2 separate regions of the Mus musculus genome follow, and region 1 is linked to region 2. Evidence: chromatin contacts called from public HiChIP or PLAC-seq data. All regions are on one chromosome and are shown on one strand. The core of a region is the stretch at or near the end of the contact, and the rest is flanking DNA. Distances in the headings are between cores, read along the strand shown.

What was found. HiChIP or PLAC-seq counts read pairs in DNA pulled down with a chosen protein or histone mark.
Region 1: a contact with region 2 is called in an H3K27ac HiChIP or PLAC-seq map of embryonic stem cells, with 2.9 times the contacts expected there. The contact joins the promoter of Taf1a here to the enhancer-like site in region 2. A contact is called at or near these places in 5 of 484 Hi-C or Micro-C datasets (embryonic stem cells, pancreatic cancer cells and trophoblast stem cells), 7 of 115 datasets of contacts at active chromatin or transcription factors (CD8 T cells, the SCID.adh cell line, embryonic stem cells and 2 more) and 3 of 9 other capture datasets (adipose tissue, liver and pancreatic islet).

Annotation. Positions count from the first base shown.
Region 1 is chr1:183,387,724-183,390,423 of GRCm38.p6, reverse strand. Taf1a (TATA-box binding protein associated factor, RNA polymerase I, A) reads right to left here and starts at 1,439. Exons shown (of 11, transcript NM_001277959.1): 1 at 1,266-1,439.
Region 2 is chr1:183,323,357-183,326,056 of GRCm38.p6, reverse strand. Aida (axin interactor, dorsalization associated) reads right to left here. Exons shown (of 10, transcript NM_181732.4): 10 at 1,556-2,700. Among named protein-coding and RNA genes, the nearest start is that of Gm34102, 21 kb to the left of the region's middle. Within about 2 kb of position 1,371, at least 1 of the 459 cell types and tissues checked has an H3K27ac peak or open chromatin away from gene starts, as enhancers often do. A contact at or near this core is called in embryonic stem cells, where this site is marked.

The DNA of each region.
Region 1 (2,700 bases), core at 190-2,689, 64 kb before region 2:
CTTAAGAATATATAACACACGGGGCTGGTGAGATGGCTCAGTGGGTAAGAGCACCCGACTGCTCTTCCGAAGGTCCGGAGTTCAAATCCCAGCAACCACATGGTGGCTCACAACCATCTGTAACAAGATCTGACGCCCTCTTCTGGAGTGTCTGAAGACAGCTACAGTGTACTTACATATAATAAATAAATAAATCTTAAAAAAAAAAAAAGAATATATAACACGCACGTACAGTAGCAGCAGTTGCTAGTATGTATTCGGAACTTAACCACATAAATAGCCCATAAGTTATCTAAGATAATCATAGCAGCAACCGTATTTCCTTCCAAGTTAGGACTGAGAAACGGTGAAGACAAAAGTCTGGGAAACACAAAGCACACAGACGAGCCGGTATGACAAAAAACGTAAGGGGGTCGGCAGCGGCCCATGGCAAAGAAATGACTCGACAAAAGCAGCTACATGCCACTGGACATGGATTTAAATGTCAAAATGCTCAAGACCCTTGTTCTGCGTATCCATCAAATACTGAAGCTACGAATTCCACTGAACGCGTCCCTCCCTTCTGCAATCCCACAGCATCACCCTAGTTCGGTACCCTCACCCTTATCAACTGGCGTTGCTTTCTTTGTTTTCTGCGGTGCTAGAGATCGAACCTGAAGCCTGCTGACAAACGATTTCTTTCTTTTCTTTTTGGGGGTGTTTTGTTTTGTTTTTTTCCGAGACAGGGTTTCTCTGTGTAGCCCTGGCTGTCCTGGAACTCACTCTGTAGACAGGCTGGCCTCGAACTCAGGAATCCGCCTGCCTCTGCCTCCCAAGTACTGGGATTAAAGGCGTGCGCAACCACCGCCCGGTACGATTTCTTTTTTTAATATTACACTTTGTTTATTGTCGGAAGAAGCCACGGCGCACGCGTGGAGGTCAGAGAATCATCTAGAGGGGTCCTTCAACTGTGTAGATCCGGGGATCGAACTCACCCGGCTTGACAGTAATTGCCACTACCTGCTGACCCATCTCCCAAAGAGTTGGCCAGCCTCAAATTTTGTTTCTCCGCCTTAAATCCAGATTAGGCCTTTAAAAAAAATCAATCTCAGCCGTTCCGCGAAAAAGTTTGAAATAGCACCTGAATTAGAAATCGACCTTACCACACACGGTAAGGAGACAACGCAAATCCTTCCTTGGCCCTCAAAGACTCAAACTGGCCTGGGGAAGGTTGGCGTGGTGGCTGTTGCCACGGTAACCAAAAGTTCACGATCTCTGTAACTTACGGTCTCAGAGCCCAGGAGCACAAAGTCAAGAGGAAACCGCAGAAGGAACAAGCAGGAGGCTCACACACCTTTTCCTGTTTCACTGAAAGCGCAAGGCGTACGGAGCCCGCGAGCCGCTAAATCCAAGCTCCAGAGTCGCCCGACTCCACGTTGTTCGCCGCCCCGGAAAACCCTGTCCGGAAGCAGTTAACGAGCGCTTCCTGGGAGCTTGCGCAGAACCAGCCTGGTGGGCATTCAGGTAGTGCGCATGCGTGGCCACGCCCCCACAGGAGCGTTACCTGTGGGAAAGATGCAGAGCCTATCCAGCTCTGAAGAGGCTTCCGGACGAGGCCCGGAAGTGGATGTTGACTTCCGCCTCCCCATTGGTTTGGCCCAGATTGACAATTTAGCCTGAGCCTTAACGAAATTGGAAGATTTCCATCGCAAAGTCGAGTGTGACAAGGGAACGCATAGCCGATCCCAGTTGCTGCTAGCATCTGATTTAAGTGACTTCCTGCCTCACAGTTTGAGCAAGAATCTTTTTCCTTTTCAACGTGGATTGTTGTAGGGATGGGTCTGGATCCCACTTTCATGAGAGACATTCACAGCCATGTGTTAATTCTGGAGGTAGATAGTGGAATTGTTAAGCCTTTGAAAAGGACCATGGAGAATGGCAGATGTATTTTCAAGGGCTGATCCGTTAAATGAACAGACTGGCACCAGTGGTGAAAACACGCATTAATGAGTAAAAGCTACAGGAAGACAACTTTAAAGTTATTGGAACTAAAATAAAAAAGAACGTACTGAAGGCTGCATAAGTGATGGCATGGACTCCTCTGGAACTTTGAATTTACTGCTCGAGAACAGAATCCGAGTATCATAGAAACCTAAGGGTCTATAAAAAGACTTTGTATGAAGAGTTGTTTTTTTTTTTTTAATGCGATGGGTATTTTATTCCGTGTTTTCTATGTAAACAGTATGCAGTGCTCATAGGCACTAGAGAAAAGTTATTTATACAGTTCTTTGTGTCTTTGCCCTTACTGTTTCTTTTTGTTGCTGAGTTTTTGTTTTGTTTTATTTTTGTTTCTAAGACCATGTTTCAGCATTGCCCTAGCTGTCCTAGAACTTAGTCTGTAGACCAGGATGGCCTCAACCCAGAAATCAGTCTGGCTTCCAAGTGCTGGGATTAAAGGCATGTGCCTCTATGCCTGGGCCTTTAAACCTATACTCCTAACTACAGGCAAAGCTAAACTATGTGACAAAGGAGGGGCAGTCACACACACACACACCAAGATAATGATTAGCTTGTCATCTGGAATCTTGATTTATCAAAATGACTCAGCTGATTTTGGTCATGCTCATAAAAATGGGGGAAAATACTAGCAGTAGTGGTGCGTGCCTTTAATCCCAACACTCAGGAGGGAGGGAGGCAGGCAGATTTCTGAGTTCGAGGCCA
Region 2 (2,700 bases), core at 122-2,621:
TATTCGACCTGGTATTTTGTTGCTTTTAAAACCATTCTTTCGCTAAGGGTGACTAACAAGATAAAAATCATATGCCATGACTGTAAGATCATTTCTTTTTAGAAATGTCTATTCTGTTTTCTCTCATATCACCTTGCAGCTGATTTTCAAGGAGTATGGCAAAGAATCAGGAAGCTGCCATAAGGCAGAAAGATCAGAAAACCAGTGTACATCCTGAACTACGGGCTGAGCTCAGTAACACGGCTGTTGTGAGCGAGGTGAATTGCTGCAGCCGTGTAAGCTGCAGTAATTAAAGCTATAACAAGTGAAAACAGCTCACTGTGACACTGCACTCTCTAAAGTCCTGTGAAGCAATGACTGAAACCAAGGGCACATCATGCCACTGCTGGGAAGTTAAATCCACTGGAGATTTTGAAAAAAATGAGCAAAAGCTTCAATGTGAAATAAAATCTTCGATGACTGAAGACATACAAAGACAGGTTCTCTGAATGCAGGAGGTCCAAGGGAGTAAGAGTTCAGCCTGCCTGACCCCAATCCAGAATTACACAAGATTTTATAAGAAAATGCACAGGAGAGTATATATAATTTGAAACTTTATTTTCTATGCTATGCACATGCATTTTGCTTGCATGCTTGCATGTATGTATGTGCAACATGTGTTGTGTCTGGTACCCATGGGGCCAGAAGAGGGCACTAGATCCCCATAACTGGAGTTACAGGCAGTTGTGAGCCATCATGTGGGTGCTGGGAACTGAACCCCGGTTCTCTGCAAGATCAAAAAGTGCTTTTTAACTCCTGAACCATCTCTTTAGCCACACATGCCATTTTTAACCATATAAAAATAATATTAAATTGCAAACACAACTTCTTGAAAGTATCTGTCAATCTTGGGACACAAAATAGTAAAAATATAGTTTATAATTTTTACCTTTTTTTTTTTTAAAGATAAGGTCTCACCTATATAGTCCAGGCTTGATCAAACTTGCTATCCTCCTGCCTCAGCTATCTTGACTAACCTAAATTTAGAAGGCATATAAAATAAAAATTATACAAGCTAAGAAGACAAATAGTAAAGGTAAACCTTTTTTTTTAATATTCAAAATTAGGATATTCCCTCTAAAGGCCTTTAGTTATTCTATCATCATAAAAATCATCAGAAATATGTGTAGAACCCTCAGTTGTAGCATTTCTGTGCCCTCTGAGCCAGTCGATTACTGCCTTTCCTCAGCCCCATCTGACGAGGCCTGTGCTACAGAAGCCTGTCTGTCTACGGATGGCACAGAGGACAGGATACCTCAGTTGAGTCGGACTCTTCCATTTAAAAGTTCTTGTTTCAGAAGTCCCCTCCCGCTGTTTCTCTGTTGAATAGCTAAAGCTCTTTAGGAAGGAGCCACACCTCACCTTGAAAGCATCTGTGCTAGAGACAAGGCTATTGCTCAGTACAACGGAAACTCAACTTGTGAAGTGGGGAGTGCTTTTGTGTTCACTGCTTTAAGACAATCTTGTCATTCGGGTCTGATTTAAAGCTGAGCTTTAATTTTTTTTTTTTTTTTTTGGTTAGTTGGTTTTTTTTCAAGACAGGGTTTCTCTGTGTAGCCCTGGCTGTCCTGGAACACACTCTGTAGACCAGGCTAGCCTCAAACTCAGAAATCTGCCTGCCTCTGCCTCCCGAGTGCTGGGATTAAAGATGTGCACCACCAGTGCCTGGCGAGCTTTAGTTTTTAATATCATGTTCCACTAAAGTGCTTTATTAACCCTGACGGCAGGCATTTGTGGTTCATATATGCCATGCTGTGTGAATGATCAGTGCTGTAGCACAGAAAATTACCACCTTGCTATTTGTCTTTTATGATCTGTAAGAAATGAGAAAGGACAATGTACAGTCTTTGCTACGTTTTAATAATAATAGGTTTTAAGGAATTAATTTTTATGTCTAGTCAGCAATATCAAACAAAATGTACTGAGTACTCCCCAGGTACAGAGTACTGCCAAGTACCTTAGACCCTTCCATGACAGCTACAACTCTTGCCCCAGGAGCTTACAGCCTGGGGACCTACAACTCAAAGCCTGAGTGGGAGAGTGAGCTAATTTAAGGCAAAAATCTCCTCCCCCTAGAGCTATTATAGATGGGATGATTTTAGCAGTTGGAACTACCCAATCAAGATTAATTTGGTTGTGGATTTTTTTTCAGGTTGAACCTGAAATACAGTTTTTATTAAGCTCCATCTAGTAAACAGTGGCCTAGTAGGTGCTGAATGAAAGCCAAGACTAGATCTCTTGAAGGACAAGTTTAAGACATCTTCCTTGTGGTTATTTACTTGAAAAAGCAAGTATATTGAATGGTGTGGTGAGGTCACTGACATGTGAATATTAAAGTATATGGCATGTCTAACCCACAGAAAGCCCCTCATGAGTCCTAATGCTCTGTGTAACAACCATCCATCATGTGCTTTCAAAGTTTTATTTATGCCTTGTTACACCAAAAGTAAATAGTCCATTCAAAATAAACTAGTGACCTGCATATTTTCATATGGATGAATGACTGTATATCTAAATAGGAAATAAATGGCAATCCTATCTACCTATATTAAAAAAAAATAGACAGTCTTTCCAGATTTTTGCATACTAAGGAGAGGTACGGGGTCTTAAGGTCTCACAACGGGTGGTCAGGAAAGCAGCAGTTATCCCGCAACATCTTGA